Linked DNA regions of Capra hircus: region 2 is linked to region 1. A link is a contact called in public Hi-C data. All regions are on one chromosome and are shown on one strand. Each heading gives the region's core, a stretch centred on a gene start, on an enhancer-like site or on the middle of the called end of the contact. The rest is flanking DNA. Distances are from core to core; before and after follow the strand shown.

Region 1 (5,364 bases), core at 1,284-3,783:
TGAAAGAGGAGAGCAAAAACGTTGGCTTAAAGCTCAACATTGAGAAAACGAAGATCATGGCATCTGGTCCCATCACTTCATGGGAAATAGATTGGGAAACAGTGGAAACAGTGTCAGACTTTATTTTTTTGGGCTTCAAAATCACTGCAGATGGTGATTGCAGCCATGAAATTAAAAGACGCTTACTCCTTGGAAGAAAAGTTATGACCAAACTAGATAGTATATTCAAAAGTAGAGACATTACTTTGCCGATTAAGGTCCGTCTAGTCAAGGCTATGGTTTTTCCTGTGGTCATGTATGGATGTGAGGGTTGGACTGTGAAGAAGGCTGAGCGCCGAAGAATTGATGCCTTTGAACTGTAATGTTGGAGAAGACTCTTGAGAGTCCCTTGGACTGCGAGGAGATCCAACCAGTCCATTCTGAAGGAGATCATCCCTGGGATTTCTTTGGAAAGAATGATGCTAAAGCTGAAACTCCAGTACTTTGGCCACCTCATGCAAAGAGCTGACTCATTGGAAAAGACTCTGATGCTGGGAGGGATTGGGGGCAGGAGGAGAAGTGGACAACCGAGGATGAGATGGCTGGATGGCATCACTGACTCGATGAACGTGAGTCTGAGTGAACTCCGGAAGTTGGTGATGGACAGGGAGGCCTGGCGTGCTGCGATTCATGGGGTCGCAAAGAGTTGGACACGACTGAGCGACTGAACTGAATTGAACTGAAACCCCTTGCGGAGATCCTAACAGGTACTGTGGCCACACATTGTTAGAATAAAATATCTTCATCTCCGTCATGGGTTCATAGCTATAATCAGACCACTTAGCCAAAATGCACCCCAGAGGACATTCTTTAGGGATAGTTAAAATATTCCTCAGTTTTTAAAGACGCAAACAACGCATGTGATTGCCATCATCCAAAGAAACAAACGAACTGGCTCACAAATCAAGTAATAGGCCAGTAACTCATTCCTCTCTCCAACAGGATACTCAACTCAAATACCAAGCGAATTGGCTTATTCTGGAGAAAAAGCCCCAAACAGAGAGGAAATAAAGTTTCTGGCTGTACACTAGAGCGACTTTATTGAGCCTGTCGGCTGGCTCCCAGATGTCAATTCCTTGTTCTGATTGCCAAGCTGCAGGCAGTGCTGCTTCAGGGAATTCTGAAGGGAAGATTCTGAGGACAAGTGGTCCCAGCAGTTGCTCAGGCCTTGCTGGACAATTCCCCAATCTGGGGGCCTCTGGCCACGAGCAGCAAGGCTCCTGGTTGGTTTCAGAAGGTGGGCGATTTGTGCCCTAAGGAGCCATCTTCCGAAAGGTAGAGTTCAGACTTACTCTGTACTCAAAGGGGAAGGAGTAAAGCCCTGGTTCCAGCCAGCTTTCAGAGGGGATGGGTTAATTTCTTCCTTCCTGCAGGCATCCATGGGTATGCCTGATCAGGGTGATTCCTGTGAGCTAAACAAGATATTTTAGCGTAATACTATCTGGGAGGCAGTGTTTCAGAGATGGTCCTTTATGTATAATTTAAGCTTATAGGCAGCATTCTTTCAGTGGTTAACTTGTAACAGAAAAGCAAGATTCTTCCTTATTATTGATAGGCAGCCACCTTCATGAATGACCTTAACTGGGTCTCCTGGGTAACTTACTGCAGCTTCATCAGCACCCACTGCTTCACTTTGCATTTCTACCTTAGGCAGATGACTTCTTTCCTTAAACCTTATGAACCAAGTTCTGCTAGCTTCACTTTTCTTCGGCAGCTTCCTCACCTCTCAGTCGTGTCTCTTTGTGACCCCATGGACTGCAGAACTTCAGGCTTCACCATCTCCTGGAGTTTGCTCAAACTCATGTCTATTGAGTCAGTGATGCCATCCAACCATCTTATCCTCTGTCGACCCCTTCTCTGCCCTCAGTCTTTCCCAGCATCAGGGTCTTTCCCAATGAGTCAGTTATTTCCATCAGGTGGCCAGAGTATTGGAGCTTCAGCTTCAGCATCAGTGAATACCTCGATTCGCCCGAAAGTTTCCTTATGCCCCGTTGTAACTCATCCTTGCTTTCACACTTGTCCCCACTTAACCACTGATGTGGTGTTACTGAGAATTAGTTGCCATTTTTAGGCACAACACAGTGCATTCTCTTTTATGTCTGGCTGCTTTGATTCAACATAATGATTTTGAAAATTACCCGTGTTATGTGTGTCGATACTTTGCTCTTTTAAAAAAGTTGAACAACTTCTTTTATCGAGCTATAATTGGCACACAGTAATCTTCATGTTTTTAAAGTATACACTCTGATAAATTCTAACCCGTGAATATGCACCATGAAAACCGTTACATTAATCAAAATAATGAAAACACGCCTCACTCCAGGATTCTCGCCCAGCCCCAAGCCGCCTTTCTAGCCGCTGCTTGTCCTTGGCGCCCTCCATTAATGCCGATGGCGCCACCCAGTGGCCCACCTGGGAACAGTCGCCACTACCTGGAGAAAGGGAGGGGTGTTCTGGGTGTGGAGAGGCGGGGAGCGCCCCGCTCGGTCCGGATCGGATGGATCAGGTGGCAAACCACCCCAGGCCGGCCGGGGGCCTCCCCACATGGAGGTCTGAGGGTGACACACAAGCCAGCTAGAGCCACCTCCGCTGCTTCTGCTGTCTTGACTTTAAGTTTTGAAAATGGGGTAAGAAAAACTAACCCAACATTGTAAATCAACTATACTTCAGTTTTAAAAAACGAAAATGAAAAATACGGCAAGAAAGACTTTATTCAAAACTATTGCAGGGCTTCCCTGGTGGCTCAGTGGTAGAGAATCCTCCTGTCAATGCAGGAAACGTATGTTTGATCCCTGGTCTCCGAAGACCCCACAAGCTGCAGAGCAGCTAAGCCTGTGCGCCACAAAAAGGGAAGCCGGCGCCCAGCACATTATAACTAGAGAGTTGCCCCTGCTGGCTTCAACTAGACAAAAGGCTGTGCAGCAATGAAGACCCAGCACAGTCCAAAGTAAATAAAATTATATTTTATAAAAAGACTATTGCAAACGGGGGCCATGACTGTGGCCGCAGGAGAGAGAGAGGACGCTCAATTGCTGCTACAACAAGGACAAGGGGGTTTCTACCCAAGGGGCAGGGTGGGGGTCATGAATGGAAAATGACTGAGAGGAGACATCAAGGTTAGGGGGATTCTTGCTAAACTGACGTAACGGGATTCTTGCAAAATACAGACAAGGACTTAGATAGCAAGGGTGGGGCATGAGGAGCCTGATCAGACACCCGTGTTGATTGATATCAGGGTGCTCAGTTATCAAAAACGGGGGGATTCTTGCTCAGCTGGGTCAGGCAGCCTGAGGACAGGATGGGGGCCAAGCTGGAGACCCAGTTGAGAGGAGGGCTCAGGGGATCCTGACTATAAAGTTTGGTCAAGGAGAGAGTCTCGGTCACAAAACACAGCCATTGAGTTTGCATGTACTGAAGTCAATAGCGTATATGAAATTAAGCCCCTGCATCTTTTAAGCTGTCCTCTAGAAGAACAAAACTCATATTTTCCTCTCTAGAGTCTGCAAACTTGAAAATAGGAGTTTGGCAAGCCCTCTGTAGAACAGAGGAGCTTTATAAAGACAAGAACCACCCAGTCTGGCTTCTATTCTGGTATCTCATACTCCCCAAATCCATTATTTATTCAACAAACATTTATTGAGCACTTACTATGTAAGTACAGAGAATATCATTGTAAGTACAGAGAATATAACTGATCGAAACAGATCCCTGCCTTCTTTGGGGATCACACTTTCCTGGAGGGAACCAAATAATAAGCCAAATAGTAAAATATATTTAGGGGCTTCCCTGGTGGCTAAGTGGTAAAGAATCTGCCTGCAAATCCAGGAGATGCGGGTTTGATACCTGGGTCAGGAAGATCCCCTGGATGAGGAAGTGGCAACCCAACCCAGTATTCTTGCCTGGGAAATCCCATGGACAGGGGAGCCTGATGGGCTACAGTCCATGGAGTCTCGAAGAGTTGGACGTGCCGGAGTGACTGAGCAGGCACTGTATCATACCACAGGGGGAAAGAAAGAAGGGAGGGTACAGTCGCATCCCCAGAATGAGCAAGAGGGACCCCTGCCCTCAGGTCCACACTTCAGAGGCCAGCCCTGCCTCCAGAGGAGTTGACCAGGCCAGGGGGATGCACCCCTAGGAGACTGAACCCCACTTTCAGACCACACTCTGGTTACCAAGAACCTCAAAAGTTCCTGCCCAAACGGCACAGTGTCCATGTCCAGGACTTGTAGGGATTTCCCTGATGTCTGACCTTAGCAGGTAGGATGGAACACAGATGTGTGTACCCATTAGCCTGCAGTGTGATCAGAGGCCACTTGCTGGATACTCATGTGAGTGTGTGAAGATCTTGAGGGGCCAGGTGGAAATGGGTGTGGGAGGAGAAAAAGGGCTATATTTTGGGGACCACCATTTTACTCTTCTAGCTTCCCTGCTGCCTCAGTTGGTAAAGAATCTGCCTGCAATGCAGGAGATCCCGGTTCCATCTCTGGGTTCCATCTCTTCTCCCTGGAGAAGGGAATGGCTACACACTCCAGTATTCTTTTTTTTTTATAATGTATTTATTTATTTTTTGGAGGCTAACTCTTTTACAATATTCTATGGGTTTTGCCATACATTGACATGAATCTGCCACGGGTGTACATGTGGTCCCCATCCTGAACCTCCCTCCCACCTCCCTCCCCATCCCATCCCTCTGGGTCATCCCAGTGCATCAGCCCTGAGCATCCTGTATCATGCATTGAACCTGGACTGGTGATTCGTTTTACATATGATAACATACATGTTTCAATGCCATTCTCCCAAATCATCCCACCCTTGCCCTCTCCCACAGAGTCCAAAAGACTGTTCTATACATCTGTGTCTCTTTTGCTGTCTCGCATACAGGGTTATTGTTACCATTTTCCAAATTCCATATATATGCGTTAGTATACTGTATTGGTGTTTTTCTTTCTGGCTTACTTCACTCTGTATAATCGGCTCCAGTTTCATTCACCTCATTAGGACTGATTCAAATGTATTCTTTTAATGGCTGAGTAATACCCCATTGTGTATATGTACCACAGCTTTCTTATCCATTCATCTGCTGATGGACATCTAGGTTGTTTCCATGTCCTGGCTATTGTAAACAGTGCTATGATGAACATTGGGGTACACGTGTCTCTTTCAACTCTGGTTTCCTCGGTGTGTATGCCCAGCATTGGGATTGCTGGGTCATATGGCAGTTCTATTTCCAGTTTTTTAAGGAATCTCCACACTGTTCTCCATAGTGGCTGTACTAGTTTGCATTCCCACCCACAGTGTAAGAGGGTTCCCTTTTCTCCACACCCT
Region 2 (5,364 bases), core at 1,144-3,643, 120 kb before region 1:
GTAATCTGAACTGACACAGGCTATTTATAATCTTTATTTATCCCATGTGTGAGTATTCACATTTTGCTGGAGAACTATTAACGTATTTAATTACTGGGTGTTGCCCCAGACCCTGACGCAGATATTCTATAATATATAGGTCTTGCCCCATTTAAAATGCAAAAGTTTTGAATCCTGAGACATATGTGGCCCCAAGGATCTGGGATAAGGGGGGATGAGCCAGTCATCTGAAGAAGTTCCCTTGAAATTCTGCTGCTCCTGCTTCATCATGAGAATGACCACCCTGGCCTGATGAAGGGCCCTGCTTCTTCTCTCCCCAGCAAGTGTACACAGGGCCATTAGCGCTGATCTGCCCCAGCTGGCTCCAAGGGCCACCATCCATGTGTCCCGGGCCCTGGGCTGGGTGTCCTGACTCTGCCTTGTTCCAGGTCCCTCAGGCAGTGAGAGCCTCCCTCCCACCACCAGCGCTTCCAGCAGCTCCAGCAGTGTGGCCGCCAGCAGCAGTGAGGAGATGCGTCCCATCAAAACAGAGCCCGGGCTGTCATCCCACTACGGGCCCAGCAGCTCCCTGTCGCAGGTACTGCCCGTGGGGAAGTAGACTCCAGGTGGCCAGGCCCCCAGCCAAGGCAAGGCGCTGTCCACACAGGGGTATATTTCAGCATATCTGATCAAGCTACGACGATTTGGATACACAACCGTGATACACTCTGTGCCACACTTCCCTGGTAGCTCAATGGTAAAGAACACGCCTGCCAATGCTGAAGACGCAGGTTTGATCCCTGGGTTGGGAAGAACCCCTGGAGAAGGAAATGGCAACCCACTCCAGTACTCTTGCCTGGGAAATCCTGTGGACAGAGAAGCCTGTCCAGGGAGTTGCAAAGAGTCACACACGACTTAGTGACTAAACAGCAACACCTGTGCCAGGGCCAGTGAAGACGGGCTGGCACACAGCATGACTGCAACCCGAATTAGACTGTGGGCTCGCTAGGGGAAGTGGCGAACCCATCCCAGGCTGTGGGAAGCAGAATGGGGCTTTCTAAGCAAGTCTTTCTCCTCAGTGAGGGTGGCTTGACCTTGACGGTAGGTAGATTTTAACAGGAGGATGAGGTCCCTCCTGGCCTGTGGAAGCTGCAGCGGGCAGGGTGGGAGGCTTGGGGTTGATGAGGGATCACAGGCAGGATGCTATTGTAATGAGAGCTGGCTGCAGGTCCAGCTTCACACATGTGTCCAGAGATGGGCCAGCGGGACCCTCATGTCCCTCGGTCAGATATGATGGCAACCCTACTCCTCCACCCTCTTCCCTCTGTGGCTCCCCAATTTGGGACCAGAATCCCTCCAAACTTGGTCATAGTCTCCCATTAATTGATCTCTTCTCCTCCTGTACTTGAGGTGAGCATGTCCTAATGAGCTTTCTGCTGTCAGAGTGAAGAGAAACTGGTCCTGTGGGACCAAGAGAGCCAGGAACCCCTTCTGGGCAGGGGGGAATGGCATCTATTTGGAAAATAGACATTGATGGTGCTAAGATTATAGAAAATGTCTGATGCAATCATCAAAGGCGTCTGAGAAACCAGAATAGTCACAGAGTTACCGGGTCAGTGCTCAGAAGCAGCTGGTCAGTCAGGAAGATCCCTTGCTTCTCATACCTCAGGGGTCAGGGGGCCAGCAGTGCGGCATGGTACCTCTCCCGCCCTTGTCTTTTGACCCTGTCCTCTGGTCCCCTTCCTGGGGTGGGAGTCAGCCTGGGCACAGCTACAGAGCAGGGCTCCCCTCTCCGGTAGGAAGGATCCCACTGATAGTATCTTATACCTTTCACTTTCAGACGTTCTCGGTCAGTGCGATGTCTGGCCATGGGTCCTCCATCCACCCAGTCCTCTCCGCTCTGAAGCTCTCCCCGCAAGGCTACGCGTCCTCTGTCAGCCAGTCACCACAGGCCAGCTCCAAGCAGGACCCTTGGAACAGCCTGGCCTTGGCTGACAGTCATGGGGACATAATCACTGCATAATATCACCCCTTCCCTCTTCGGATTCCTGCCCGGACTTGGGGACACGGGGGACAGCAGAGATGAGGCTCTGGGCTCCAGGGTGCCGGCCTGCTCTGTCTGGGAATGACTCCAGACAACAACTGGGAAGAAACTTGAAGTCAATGATTTGCTTAGGGGATTTTAGCGCATACCTTTTTAAGGTGGGGGACTGGAGAGCTCAGACTCTGATCAGGAGGAGCCCACCACCCCCTTCACTAGGAGCACACCTCAGCCCCTCCCACGGAGCTGCAGACTTTTCTCATTTTCCTGCCCCGTCACCCCCGACAAGAGACGAGAAGTCCTTCTCCCCTGTTTCCACCACTGCACCCAAGCTGGTGGCCTTTCCACGGTGCTGCGGGCACCGGGGATCCCAGGGCAGGTAGAGCGGGCATCTGTTGTTGGACCGCCCCGCGGCCGGTCCTGCCCTCGGCCAACACTCCCCTTCGGGCTCAGTGCGCCCGCATCCCTCATATTGAATCTTGACTCCAGAAACACTGCGTGTAGGGCCAGTGTTACCAGATGCTGCGTGGGGAGAGTGGCTTCCGCAAACTCGCTACCTGGCAACCTCGTCTCCCTGCAAGTTTCTTCCGCGGCTCAAATCGCTCCTTTTCTTCACCCCCGCCCTCCTCGAGGCCTCTGCAAAGAAACGCCCCTCCGCTGCTCTCGGTGATTCTGCTCAGCCTGCAGTTTGAACTAGTCCCTGAATCCTGCTTCCGCCTGATCACGCTCAGGGGGGTTCCTAAGAACAAAAAAGGTTCTGCTGCTGAAGCGAATTTGACTAGCAGTCATCTAAGACTTGAGATCCTTCTGGACAGGATGTCTGGTGGACGGCCTCCCCCAACCAGGCTGGGGCTGCGCTGCGTGGGGCGGGGTTGTTGGCCTGGAACTTGCGGATGCGCTGTGGTTCCCTGGAAACACACCTGTTGCCTGGGCCGCGGGCCGAGTCCATCTGAGGGGCGCGCGCTGCCTGCACCCGCGTCCTTTCTCCAGCAGAAGGCGTCTGTCCAGGAGGCAAAAATGCTAGGGATTTTCCAATATATATTTAAACAAACACAACACAACTCATGGAAGAAAGACGACGAGCGATGAGAGAAGATACAAGGGCGCGAGGGGGCGCCTGCCGCTCCCTCGGTTCGGCAATCGGCCTCCTCTCCGCGTTCCTATCTCTACTCTTCTACCCGTGACCCGGGGCTCGCGAAGTTGCTGCCTTCCGTGCCCTGGCTGCCCGCAGAGTGTAGCTGACTGGCCTTCCTCTGTGCTACTCCACAAACACCCAGCCCCCGCCCCGCAATCCTCCCGGCGGTAGCAGGGTTATCTTTAAACCCAAGATCTGTTTTAATCATCATTTACATCGGCTTTCTTTTACGAAAGCCGCCCCCACCCCTTGTATACCCTTCCCTAACCCACAAAACTGCTAACGTTGTCTTAAGGTGAAATGGCTGTAAAATCAGTATTTAACTAATAAATTTATCCGTATTCCTCTTTCCCTTCTCCTCCTCCCTCCGCGGTGTTTTCTAAGAAGTTCACTGCTGCCCGCTGCAAAGCAATCCTGAGCCACCGAGGCCCCTTTGCTGAATCACTTCTCTGTCCATTCCTTTTGGCAGTTGGCCGAGACTTCCTCTGTAGGTGCCGGGGGTTAGTGACAAGGACATGCATCCGAGCCCTGCTACTGACTAGCCTGTGACTCGACAGGTAACCTCTAGGTTTGGTTTCCTAGGGCGGGTTGAACCAGCCCTTAACTGAAGTTCTGTGGCCTTTTAGAAGTTGCTGCCCCAGGAAGGGGGCCGTTTCTAGAGCTGCTGGCAAACACTGGTAGCTGAAGTGTGAAGGAGGGCTTCGAGGTAGTACTCACCAGTCCACCTTATTTTACACTATGTACTGGAGGGTCACACTGAGTTGTTTGCCATCTTCTCCATTATGGTTTAATCCAAACAAGCCCCCCAAGGGTTCCATACCAGTAGGAGAGGAGGGGGAAAACCTCTCCTTTGTCCATTTTGTCTTCACTTAGGCTTACAGACTTGCTTACTTGCTTCATCTTAAAAGTGGAGTGGGGTTGAGGGGGGTGACTCTAAGGTTTGTGGAAAAGAACCCAGACAGGCAAATCCGCTCCCACTCAGAACTGTTGGTAACAGCTTCCTGCCTCTCAGATGGCTTATACCCAGTTGGTAACTGAAGGTCTTTGACGCTTCACAGCACCCGCATTATTTTTTGAGCAAGTGAGGATAAAAAACTATAGCAAGCATTCGATATAAAATTGGAAAAGCCTTTAAACTGGCTATGAAATAGCCAAAGCTATTCAATGCATCTACCATCCAGAAAAATGAGTAATTGATAACTCTGGCAAAGAGTAGCAAAAAAGATTCAAAAGCAAAAATAAACCTACCAGGATTTATATTAGCCTTGGGGAAGATGTGTTTTCTGATGATGAAGTCTTAGCTGAAAACATTTTTGCCACTTCCCTTTAGGAATGGCTTTCAGAGGATGGATATATATATACCTTCACACACAGTTCCAGAAGATTGACCTCATTCCTTATATGGTCATAACTTGTGCTTCACCCCAGATGGTAAAATCCAGCTTTATTTCATCCTCCTTGCTCACCAGACTGGGTTGATTTTTCAAATCAAATGTATCCTTAGAAGAGGTCAATAATGTTAGTTGCTCAGTTGTGTCCGACTTTTTGTGACCCCAATGTCTGTAGCCTGTCAGGCTCCTCTGTCCATAGAATTCTCCAGGCAAGAGTACTGGAGTGGGTCCAGGGGATCTTCCCAACCTGGGTCTCCTGCATTGCAGGCAGGTTCTTTTACCATCTGAGCCACCAGGGAGGCCCCAGGAGGTCAAGAGGAGGTCAAGTTGCTACCAGTCAGGATATTTGAAAGGAGGCAGTTCCCAGATGGTTGGAAAGTGGCTAGAAGAAGGATGGGGAGGTGGGGGTGGGAGATGGACTCACGACGATGGCGTCCTTAGAATAAGTCTCTGCCCCAATATGGTGAGTGCAGCCCCTGGGGGGTGTTTGTTCAGGCTGAGACATCCCTCACGGTCCCTTTCAGGCTCACCCCTCACTATGACAAAAATTTTGAAGTGCAGATCAAATCATTTTAACACTCAGGAGCATCAGTCCTTAATATTTGACTTTTCGATACCTTTAGGGGGTAAATAGTCAGACATGACTGAATGACTTCACTTTGACTTTTCACTTTCATGGATTGGAGAAGGAAATGGCAACCCACTCCAGTATTCTTGCCTAGAGAATCCCAGGGATGGGGGAGCCCGGTGGGCTGCCGTCTATGGGGCTGCACAGAGTTGGACACGACTGAAGCGACTCAGCAGCAGCAGCAGCAGCA

The links. Hi-C and Micro-C count contacts between places; a contact is called where the count stands out from the background.
Region 2: a Hi-C map of blood shows a contact between it and region 1, with 3 times the contacts expected there. The contact joins two enhancer-like sites. A contact is called at or near these places in 4 of 5 Hi-C or Micro-C datasets (blood and liver).

Annotation. Positions count from the first base shown.
Region 1 is chr8:7,387,005-7,392,368 of ARS1.2, reverse strand. No RefSeq gene overlaps it. Among named protein-coding and RNA genes, the nearest start is that of DEFB136, 31 kb to the right of the region's middle. Within about 2 kb of position 2,533, at least 1 of the 5 cell types and tissues checked has an H3K27ac peak or open chromatin away from gene starts, as enhancers often do.
Region 2 is chr8:7,502,985-7,508,348 of ARS1.2, reverse strand. It overlaps GATA4 (transcription factor GATA-4), which reads left to right. Exons shown (of 7, transcript XM_018051831.1): 6 at 429-577; 7 at 1,820-3,506. The coding sequence ends at 2,002. Among named protein-coding and RNA genes, the nearest start is that of FDFT1, 26 kb to the right of the region's middle. Within about 2 kb of position 2,393, at least 1 of the 5 cell types and tissues checked has an H3K27ac peak or open chromatin away from gene starts, as enhancers often do.